Regions from separate parts of the Manis pentadactyla genome. Here region 2 is linked to region 1. The links are chromatin contacts, called in public Hi-C maps. All regions are on one chromosome and are shown on one strand. The core of a region is the stretch at or near the end of the contact, and the rest is flanking DNA. Distances in the headings are between cores, read along the strand shown. Region 1 holds the start of EIF4A1 (eukaryotic translation initiation factor 4A1). Region 2 holds the start of TNK1 (tyrosine kinase non receptor 1).

Region 1 (5,508 bases), core at 1,861-4,360:
CCCTACCCTCCAATTCAAAGGCCAGAATATTTACATAGTGAGGTAGGACCACTGGCTCCAGCGTTTTGTAATTTCTGTCCCTAGGTTCAAGAGCTTACACCCTCAGAGACCTGACAGGTTTGTTTCCAGTAGAAGTGAAAGAACTTTGCCTCCTATATACCTGTGTTTAAATCCTACCTCTGCTATTTCTTACTTCTGTGACCTGGGACAGATTACTCTTCCAAGCCAGTTTCCTCATTTTTAGGCTGAACAGGAGAACTTACTCATAGGATTGTTGTGTTAAGTGATTGAGCATTTACAAGTGCCATGTATTGTTCTTAGTGTATTATGGATATTAACTAGTTTAATACTATGAACAAGTAGATGAGGTTCTGTTATTTTCACTATCTCATAGATAAGGGAACTGAGGCATATAGAATTACTGAATAGCTTGCCCGTGGTCATCAGCTAGCAAATGGCAGAGTCAGATTTGAAATCTGGCAGTCTTGCTCCAGAATCCTAAGTCTGGGTTCTTAGCTACTAAGCACTTGTACCTTTAATGTGTGAAAAGTACCTGGTCCATCCTGGGCTCTCGAGTGTATATTCTACACCACCACCTCTGTCCTACCTTCATTACCCTAAGAATCTAGACATCCAGTTGCTGAGCATTGCCTCACAGTCCAGGGCTGGGTCCTCTGTTCTCCTGCTTGGTTCCTGGCCTGCCCCTCCATTCCTCTTCAGAATCCTCAAGGCAGTAGGCAGGTCTGTGCTGTCTTCTCTGACCTCCGGCACTGCCTCCTTAGGTGGACATCTTCAATAAGGAGCTCCTGTTAATCCCCATCCACCTGGAAGTGCATTGGTCCCTCATTTCTGTGGATGTGAGGCGACGCACCATCACCTATTTTGATTCGCAGCGTACCCTGAACCGCCGCTGCCCTAAGGTTTGAGAGGGAAGGGGAAGGATGGGCAGAATGTGGGAGGAGACCCATGGGCAAGACATTCCAGGCAGAAGGGCAGCTTTGGGGTCTCTGAGGAGCAGTATGGGCTTGGTGCCTGTGACTCATTTTGTGAAATGTAGGGCATCACTTTCTCCTTCATTTTCTTCATCTACACAGCATATTGCTAAGTATCTACAGGCAGAAGCAGTGAAGAAAGACCGGCTGGATTTCCACCAGGGCTGGAAAGGTTACTTCAAAATGGTAAGTCTCTAGAGGGAGAGGTGTGCAGGGTGGTTCTGGGGATAGAAGTAAGAGGCAGAAGTGAAGCTGCACTCCCAGGAGTCTCCAGGGCCTACCTTCTTTTTATTCTCTAGAATGTGGCCAGGCAGAATAATGACAGTGACTGCGGTGCCTTTGTGTTACAGGTAAGCAGATTGTCAGTTGGGTTAAAGGGTTAAGGAGGGCTCTTCTGCCTCCCTCATTTGGCTCACAGCCAGTTGTGGAGCCAGGAGTAACCATGTGTTAGAATGCAGAAACCCTGATTTCACTGGTCTCCTGACATTCCCATTCCACACCGGGTCTCTGGTTCTGACATAGTTGTCTGCCAAACTGTTTTCTCTGTCTTAACACTAGGTATTTCATACACCAAGTAAGAACACTGGCTTTAATGTCAGACTTTTTTTTGACCCCCCAGGCTGTGGGACCTTAGCTCCCTTTTTTTGTGATATGGGGATGTTCTCTGAAAGATCCAGTGAGATGTCTCATAGGAAATGTGTAGCACAGGTCCTGACTTAATGGGGATGCCTAGTAGGTGGTTCTCATGGCCTGCTTTGTTAACACCCAGTACTGCAAGCACCTGGCCCTGTCTCAGCCGTTCAGCTTCACCCAGCAGGACATGCCCAAACTTCGTCGGCAGATCTACAAGGAGCTGTGTCACTGCAAACTCACTGTGTGAGCCTTGTATCCTAGGCCTCAAGTCCATTCTTAATGGGCATGGGGACACAGAGACCTTCCTTCCCAAGAAACTCCCAGTTTCTTTTCTCTGTTGCCTCACCCCACCCAGTTCCCTTTGGTTTTTCATATTTAAATGTTTTGATTTCTGTATTTTTTTTCTTTTGAGAAAATACCTGTTGACTTCTAATGTTCAGGGGGTGGCCATGGAAAAGCCGCCTTTTACCCTCTGACTGCAGGGGAGTATGGCCTTATGGCCTGGGTGGGGGCAGTTAGCTCCCTTCCATGTGCAGGTTGGGGGGTGGGAGGAAAATCTGTGCTGGGGTGGTGGGCGGGCAAAGGGATTACTGCCTGCCAAATCTTCAAACTTTTTTTTATATATATATATATAAATGCCACGGTCCTGTTCTGGTCAATAAAGGATCCTTTGGAGATACATAGTCGTGGTCTTCCTTAAGGGACCTAAAATTAGTGGATATGCTCTATCTCAGGCTCTGCTCCAGCCAGTACTGTTACTTTTTATGGATGGGTCTTGAGACCTCAGGGGCCAACTTTTCATCCCTGGCTCAGATGGTGCCAACACCTCTTCATTACCCAAAAGAACTCCCTATCCTGAAGAGGCAGGGCTGTAAGGAGAGAAAGTAGGCAAGCCTCAAAAAGAGTGCTAAATTTGGGGTACAGGACACCTAAGAGCCGGCCAGCATTCCCGACAGCAACCGCAAGTGCTCTTAAGCCCAGATGCCGGTTGATCCATCATTCCTCCTCCCTCTGGCCAGGGCAGCCCTCCAGTCAGATTCCACCATCCCTGGTATACTTGGAACCTGACGGGGCAGTGTCCGATCGCCGCTGTAGTAGAGAGAAAATAAAATAGGGGTCTAATGGAGAGCTGGAGCTGAGGTAAGGGTAGGTGGTCATCCCGGGAGCCCGGAAGTCCCAGGAGGCTGAAACCTCGCCCCCCTCGCGTGATAGGGCCTACGAGGCCACGTGACTCAAGGCAAGCTCGCCTCCGCACGTGTAGGGGCGCTGGGCCCCAAGATGGCTGCCAGGCCTCGAGGCCTGACTCCCTTATGTCACTTCCGTACCGGCGAGAAAGGCGGGCCCCTTAGCCAATGAGGCGGAGGGGCGGGTCTTGACCTCCATAGACGTTAGAGTTACCCAATGGAGACCACGTGCCAGAGCGATTACGGGATGACGTCACGCTGAGTCGCTGAACGACGGTGGGCGGAGCCGAGGTGGCCAAGCCAATGTGATGGCTGGGGCGGGGTCGAGCGCTTTATAAGTTGTCGATGGGCGGGCACTCCACCCTAGTTTCTAAGGATCATGTCTGCGAGTCAGGATTCTCGGTAAGAAACGCTTTTTCAAAAGGTGGTGGCTACATACTCAGCTGCTCTCTTCCGAGGGCCCTGTCGGGGGAAACTGAAGTCCCCCGCTCTAGGCACTCCAGGGTTGTGGGGAAACCAAACCGGGAGGGTCCGTCCTAGGGGAGTGAGGGGGCAGATCACGGCCGACGCTACCACTCGGGCCTAGGCAGAGAGCAAGGACAACCCGGCTTTCGTGGCCTAGTATGTGAGGCTCGTTGGACCTCGACTCGACACAGTGCGGTGCGCGAAGCCCCGGCGCTGCGTGGCGAGACGAGGTCGCGACCTAGCGTGGGAAAGAAAGGCAGAGGCGGTCGCAACTGTGCGTGGCCCAGAGCCGGCAGGTCCGGTTGTCTCACTGCCGGAGGGAGGGCTAGCGCGCGCTCGGGATTCCGGAGGATTCTGGTGGTACCACTCGCCAAAGGCAGAGGTCCCTGAGTCCTCGGATCCAGTCTCGTCGTCGCGTTGAGATATGGGTCGGGGGAGAAGAAACCGGCCGTTTAGTGTGCTGGTTTTCTTGACGGCCAGGACTGAGTCTAATCCCGAGGAGCGGCCGCGTGAGGCACCAGGAGCCCACCCGGCGCCGGGCGGGCGGGTCCATTTTGCCGCACAAGCCGGGCAATTGGCAAACTGCGGATGGGCAGGTCCACTTTCCTTCGGGGGTGAGCGGCCTGAGGTATGGGAGGGCGACGCCATTTCGCGACGGGGGCGGGCGGGATGTGGATTGTTCCATGGGGGGGAGATGCCGCCGGGTGGTCGAGGGAGCGAGCACATGGCGGCCCGAGGTATTACCCTCCCCCAATCCGCTTCGCTTCTGAGTGTTGTGCAATCTCCCCCTTCGCTAGCTCGGCTGGGGCTCATTGTGCGCGAGGCCACCGCCCGCGGCCTCCCACATCCGGGCACCGCGAGGGGGGAGATGGGCTAGAGGGAGTGGGGGAGGGCGCGGGCTGAATGACGTGGGGGGAAGGGGCTGTCCTATTCTCGGATCTGGCAGGCGAAGGGCGGAACTTCCGGTGTGCTGGGGCCTCGATGGGAGGTCCACGCTTTTGGGCTTGGAGCGGCCAGGCCCGAAATATGGGCCTAGCGGCAAGCACCATCTCTAACTTCCTTAAGCGCGGCGCGGTCCTGCCAGCCTCCGGGTTTTAGATAATGGTTACTCCGTCATGTCGGGGGCGACGACTGTCGGACCTGAACCGCTCCCGGAATGGGGCAAAGGCCTGACCCAGTTGTAAAGTAACTACGTTGCCTTCTGGGAACTGGCGGGGGTTGGGTCAGGGAGTGAACACTGATGAAATAAGTGCAAGGCTGGTTACTGGTAGGAAGAGCCCGGTTGTCAGGATTTCTAGCGTGCCTCAGTTGGCATGCTCATACTTTAAACCAACAGATCCAGAGACAATGGCCCCGATGGAATGGAACCCGAAGGCGTCATCGAGGTGAGATTGCACCCCTACAATCACTGTTATGGGAGAAGCGGTGCCACTACCAGTGTACCCTTAGCGTTCTGACGCAGACAAGAACCCAGACTTCATATTTAATACGTGTTAAAAATACTGTATATCCCTGAGAGTATGTATAAGATGTCATTCCATTTGAGCCCTGTTCTCCCTTCTACAGTTTCCTGCCTCACAGTTAACAAGTGGCCTAGCTCCATAAGTCATTTCCCAGACCATGTAGAGCTTGCTGGCTTCCCTGGAGGGGAGAGGTGGTGAGCTCTGAAGCTCTGGTGTGGGCACAAGGTCCTCTTGCTCCACTGTTAGAGCATGTCTGTCCACCTTTTCTACTACTTCGAATTTATTTGCATCCTACAGAGTAACTGGAATGAGATTGTGGACAGCTTTGATGACATGAACCTCTCAGAGTCCCTCCTCCGTGGCATCTATGCCTATGGTTTTGAGAAGCCCTCTGCCATACAGCAGCGAGCCATTCTTCCTTGTATCAAGGGTAAGACTTCTACCCAGAGCAAGTTCTGTAATGTCCCTGACCTGGGTAGAGTGGCACCTGGTTGGTGGTGCTTGTCTTGTATCAGCCAGGGATAAAGCAACTCCTTGTTCATCCCAGCTTGGCTGTTGGTCTGTGCCTGTGCCTGGTTCATGCCCTGGACACATGGATTGCTGTTTTAATTAAGATGTAGTAGTATTTTAGTCTCCTACACTTGCTATTTGCAGCTGTATTTCTGTTCCATCTTTGTATAGTAGTAAATGAGTTAATGACCTGACCTGGCTTCCCAGGTGTTCCCCTTTGGGTAGTATGTTGTGATGAGGTAAAGTCTGAAGCACTTCATG
Region 2 (5,508 bases), core at 1,652-4,151, 190 kb before region 1:
GGGGGAGCCAGGGGCACTAATGTGGTTCCCAGTAGGAATGAAAAGGTCTCTGCAAAGGGACGGGACCCAGCCCCACCCAAACCCGAGGCAGTCAGGGAGGAGGCCCCTGGGTGCTCTCTCTGCTTATCCTCCTAGTTCTCTGCCCTGTGGCGAAAGACTGGGCCCCAGTAGTGTGATGTGCTCATCCTTCTCGGACACCAGGCCTGCAGGGCAGAGCAAGGTTTTTTAAGACCTTTCAGTGGTCACAAGCCCTCAGGTACAAACCCTACTACAGCAGGGTTTTTTAAGACCTTTCAGTGGTTACAAGCCCTCAGGTAAAGCCCAAGCTCTGGACTGAGTAGAATTAATCCAACCAGGAGGGATAATGTCTGCCTATTCACCTAGGTCCCCAGCACCTGGCACAGAGTTTGCTGGAAGGATGAACGATGCCTAGTCTGGCTTCTGTCAACCTCTCTGGATGCATCTGCCTTCATATCTCCCCATGGGCTTTACACCTATGTGTTCCTTCAATTCCCAGAGGACCTCAGTACACCCAGATCAGTCAGGACAACTGGACATTCAGAGGAAAATCAGGTTTCATGTTCTCTTCCCTGAAGAAACTCATGGAGCCATTATGTTCCTCACCAAAAAAAACCTGGACAACACCAAGATGAATCTCAAAAATATGTTAGTGAAATAAACCAAACATATATAATAAATATTGTGTGACTCCACTGATAAGGTCAAGAGCAGGCAAACGTGATCTACAGTTGTTAGAAATCAGAATAGTAGTTGCTTCTGGGGAATAGAATTGACTGAAGATGGGCACAAGGCAACTTTCTAGGACTGTAGGAATGTCTAGGTCTTTATCTACATTAATGGATGTGTACCTTTGTTGAAATGCATTGAGCTGTACAGTTAAGTCTGTACATGTTAGTGAATGTAAGTTATACTTCAATAAAGTACTGCTAGCATAGAAAGCATAATGTTCACATGAATATAGTAATGACAAAAACCTTTAGTGTATGGATTAAAAAGACATAAATAGACATAACCAAAGAGAGTATTGGGGAACTGGAAGATAGAGCTGAGGACGTTGTTTTGCATCACAAAGACACAAAGAATGGAAAATAGGGAAGAGAGGTTAAAAGACATGGAGGACAGAGTGAAAAGGTCCAGCATACTTCTAATCAGAGTCCCCAAAAGAAAGAACACGAAGACTGGAGGTAAAAGAATATTTGAAGAGATACTATACTAGCTGAGAATTTTCCAAAACTGATGAAAGATGCAGATTTATAGACAGAGGAAATAAAACACACTGAGAATAAATAAAAGAAATCCATACCTATATACTTTGTAATAGAACTACAAAATACCAATGATATCTTAAAAGCAGGGAGTAAAAAACAAATCACCTACAAGGGAATGAATGACAGACTGGCCAGACTTCTTCACAACCAATATTGCACCTATGCCTACACTGTCCCAGATACTAAGAACACAAGGATGAACAAGATGGCTCCAGTCCCTACTGTGTGGAGCCCACAGTGTATCACAGACAACAGATGTGGGAAACAATTACAGTGATGAACTGGCCTGGAGACAAGAGACTTGGCAAGAAAACCACACAGGAAGAACTGTGAACTATGGAGGTTTTCCCCTCAATGCTGGAATATACCATGTGTTTATCAAGATGGGGTGGGCTTTTCCCTCCAAGGGATTCTAGGGACAGCAACAGCTACGCTCACACATTCTTCCTTAGGGCAGAAGGGGACAGGCCAGATGTCCTAAGACAGGTGGCTTCCTCCCTGGGACCCCTGAGGAAAAGAGACAGTGTAGGCTCCTCCTCTGAGCCTTCTTCAAGGTCCTGAAAAGTCCCGGGTGCCACAGACCAAGTAACAGTGTACAGAGCTCTGGGGTCAGCAAAGGCTACATGGGAGAGGGATGTTATGCCAGAATGAGGTCAGGAAGTGTCAGTGAATGGGGGTTGGGGGTTGCCCTGAGGAGACCAGGCACCAAGCTGGGATGGGGCTGAGGAGCAAATCGGGGCTCTGTCAACCCCCCCCCAAAAAAAAACAATCACACACAAGACCTACCATGTTCTACCCTGGGAAGCTCCTCAAAAGATCCTTTTCAGGGGTAGCACATTGGACCAGAGTTCAGAGTTTGGAAAAGGACGCTGGTTTGGGTCTTGGACTCTCTCTAGGCTGGGGGCTGACTTCTGCACCACCATCAACACCTCTCTGCCTGGCTGCTTTCCAAAGGCACCACCCTGTCTTCCTCCACTAGAGAGCTCTGGGAAGGGTGCTCCAGGAAGCTCTCTCCCCTACTAGGGGGCAGGGACTGGGTCCCGTTAAGCCTTATATTCCCCGGGCCACAGCAGGACACCTGTCTTTGCCAATGGGTTGCAGGCCCGGGCACCGGCAAGTTCACTATGGATTCAATGTGACCAAAGAAATGACAATCGAACGTTCTTGGGGTGAAAGGGTTATACCCAACTTTATTTTCACGGTGGCAGAGTAATCACTAAAATCCTGTCCACTCAGAGCAAGTCTGCATGCAGCAAGCCAGTCTCTGCCTCTGGGCCTCTCTGCCCGCACAGCCGTCCTCTGGGCCTCTGTTCTCTGTGCTGCCACCACTCCAGCCTCTGCTCTCCTGCAGCCTTGCAGCTGTGCCACCGTGTCACCCAGATCACTGGGCGGAGCTCTTTATATAGAGTCGATAGCATACTGCCCAAACTTGTGTAGTGAGGGAGCCAACCAAGGCCAAGTGAGAATCCTGGCCTCAGGAACTTTCATTTTATCCACTGTGAGAAACACACTCACTGGTCCAAATTCAGTAAGTGGACACGGAGACGAAGAGAACAACAGAGCAAGGCTTTAATGACGATCTTGCAGGATTGGGAGTCTGGTGGGCAGGCACACCTGGGGAGTTTGGCTCCAATAATTTATCTCCTAGTGCACGAGTCCCTCCCCTGGTTTCTCATTGGCTGAGTACTACAGGGTTCACATTCTTTCCCGGAGGTCGCCTAAGCCAGTTATATCTTTCCTTTACATGTCTTAATTTTATTGGTAGGTTCAAAAACCTCAAACAGGTACAGCCAGGCCCTTATCAATTCCCCCACCCCCACCCCCACTCTCGGCCCCAGCAGCTTCCAGCACGTGGCCCTTTGTTAATACCTTACTGTTAAAATGTTTAAACATCCTAGTGGGAGTAAATCACATTTAGGTTTTATACTCTTTCCTAACATCCACAACATCTCTATCAGGTTATTCATTTAAGGGGTGGGGCTATGGTGAGAGATGGAGGATTTGGTGAGGGTCACGGAAGGCAGGACACAGAGAAGGGCGTCTGGGGCGAGGGAAGAGTTATTTGGAGTAGGCTGGAAAGAGAGTGTGAAGGTGGAGAAAGGATGGGGGGAGAGGAGAGCAAAGCGCAGAGGAAAGGAGGGCCACCAGCCGCGCTCGCAGCCCCCACCTGGTCCCCTCTGGGGACTGCGGGCGCCGCACAGGCCAGTCCAGGGCCGGCTGCCAGGTCCCGCCCTCCGGGGCCTCCGGTCCCGCCCTTCTCTGGATTTAGTCCTGGGCTGGCCGCCCCGGCCGCTCAGTAGCCGCCGCTTCCGCCTTCGCCAGGTGAGGGTCAGAAAAGAGGGCCGCTGGGGCTGGCGGAGCAGCTGTCGCTTGGGGTGCCCACGCGGGTGCTGAGCTTGCCCGCTTCCCCTCCCCTGGTTCTTCCCCTGCGAGGCCGCTTTCCCTCCTGTCCCCCGTCCCTTGCTTTCCCATTCCCACCTTGCCAGCGATCTGGGGGCCCCTGGGTCCTGGGCTTTCTCCTCCCTCGTACCCACAAACTCCCAATTCCTGGCCCTTTTCCGGGTTTCCATCTGGGCCCAGCCTGGGATCCTCCCTTCCTCCCGGCTTGCCTAAAGTGGAGGAGGGAGGGGTCCAGATATGAGTAAGGGAGAGTGTGTGCAGGCAGCCAGCACCCGAGCACCCAGAGCCTTGTTTAATGAAGATCGGTGGAGCTGCCTTAAAGCCACATTGGACTGAGTGACCCCGGTGTGCCATCAGGGCTCTATCCAGAGCGGAGCTCAGGTGGGTGTGGAAGGGACTGTGCACCTAGGTGGCTCTGCGCTTAGCTTACACCTGAGCTCGGCTGGCCTGCACTTAACTGCCGATCACAAATGCCTGGGGTGTAGAAGAGGCAATGACTCCAGGCGTCTCTGGGCTGAGGGGCCTGTATGCTTGCATAACTCAGGTACATGACACTGTACCTTGCTGTCTTGTGTGTGTTTATGTGGACCTTGGTGTCTCAGACATGTGGGGCAGTGTATTTTGGAGGCAGTGAACTGCCATGTCTCAAATACATGTTTGTGAGAAGGTATGTGGCAGTAAGTCTGGGTGTTTCACAGCAGCATACTGGAATGTCTCAGATTGAGAGGATGTGAATCTGGGTGTCTCAGGCATCTTTTGCAGCCTATCTGTTGGTCTTGGTGCGTGTGTGTGCAGTAGCGTATCTGGGTGTGGGAGGCAGTGTACCTTCGTGTGTGTTTGTACCTGTTGTCTGAGGGATGGTGTGGTTAGTGTCTCTGGGCATCTCTGATAGACCAAAATGTCTCATGTATGAGAAGGGGAGGTGTCTCAGGTGTATGTGAGTGAGTGTGTGTACTGGTGTGCCTCAGGTCAAAAGGGCAGTGTATCAGGGTGCTCTAGGTGGATAGGGGCAGTGTACCGTAATGTCTCAAGAGTAAGCAGGGCAACACACCTGAAGTTTGCAGAGTACTAAAACCTCAAGTGTGAGGAGGGCAGGTTTCTCAGTGATGAAGGAGGTATGATGTGTAGGTCTTGAGGATGGGAAGCACTCTTCCTGGGACTTGTGTGTATGAGTGGCAGGATTCCTGGCTGCCTCTGATGTGCTCCTCCCTCTGTATCTGAGTGCTTCTGATGGGATGAGGGTGGAACTGGCGACCACATCTCTGGTTTCTGAGTGTCTCAGGTGCCTACCCTGGGCTGTGTGTCGGGAGGAAAGGGAATCATCCTTAGGGTTTTTTCCCCAGACATGCTCCCCGAGGCGGGCTCCCCGTGGCTGCTGCGGCTGCTCCGGGACACTCAGCTGGCCCAGTTTTACCGACCCATCCTTGAGGAGCTTAATGTTACTCTCCCAGAGCACTTCGACTTTGTAAGGCCTGAGGACCTGGATGGCATTGGCATGGGCCGGCCTGGTGAGGGACCCCTGAGGCCCTATTCTCTCCTTCCCCAGCCTTTTAGTTGCTACCCCATCCCAGCCATCTTCTGCATCTTACCCTCCTCATTTTTATCACATCAGCCCTCTGATTCTGGCTTTCCCTAGCCCAGCGCAGACTGGCTGAAGCTTTGAAGAGGCACCGTTCCAGGCCGAAGTCTAAGAACTGGGTCTATAGGGTGTGTGTTTTGGGGTGGAGATGGGAGGCTTTAAGGGCCAACTTAGGCCAGGGAATGGGGTAGGCTGAGTGGCAGGGAGGGGTATACAGCATTCCACACACCTGATTGCCCA

What was found. Hi-C and Micro-C count contacts between places; a contact is called where the count stands out from the background.
Region 2: a Hi-C map of fibroblasts shows a contact between it and region 1, with 1.9 times the contacts expected there. The contact joins the promoter of TNK1 here to the promoter of EIF4A1 in region 1. A contact is called at or near these places in 2 of 3 Hi-C or Micro-C datasets (fibroblasts and skin fibroblasts).

What each region holds. Positions count from the first base shown.
Region 1 is chr4:135,801,292-135,806,799 of mManPen7.hap1, reverse strand. EIF4A1 (eukaryotic translation initiation factor 4A1) reads left to right here and starts at 3,110. Exons shown (of 11, transcript XM_036895910.2): 1 at 3,110-3,211; 2 at 4,611-4,659; 3 at 5,035-5,167. The coding sequence starts at 3,189. SENP3 (SUMO specific peptidase 3) reads left to right here. Exons shown (of 11, transcript XM_036895909.2): 8 at 783-920; 9 at 1,095-1,178; 10 at 1,292-1,342; 11 at 1,762-2,215. The coding sequence ends at 1,872. It overlaps LOC118917916 (small nucleolar RNA SNORA48), which reads left to right and starts at 5,199; the gene lies at 5,199-5,333.
Region 2 is chr4:135,995,078-136,000,585 of mManPen7.hap1, reverse strand. It overlaps TNK1 (tyrosine kinase non receptor 1), which reads left to right and starts at 2,901. Exons shown (of 11, transcript XM_057500938.1): 1 at 2,901-4,070; 2 at 5,033-5,197; 3 at 5,326-5,396. The coding sequence starts at 5,035.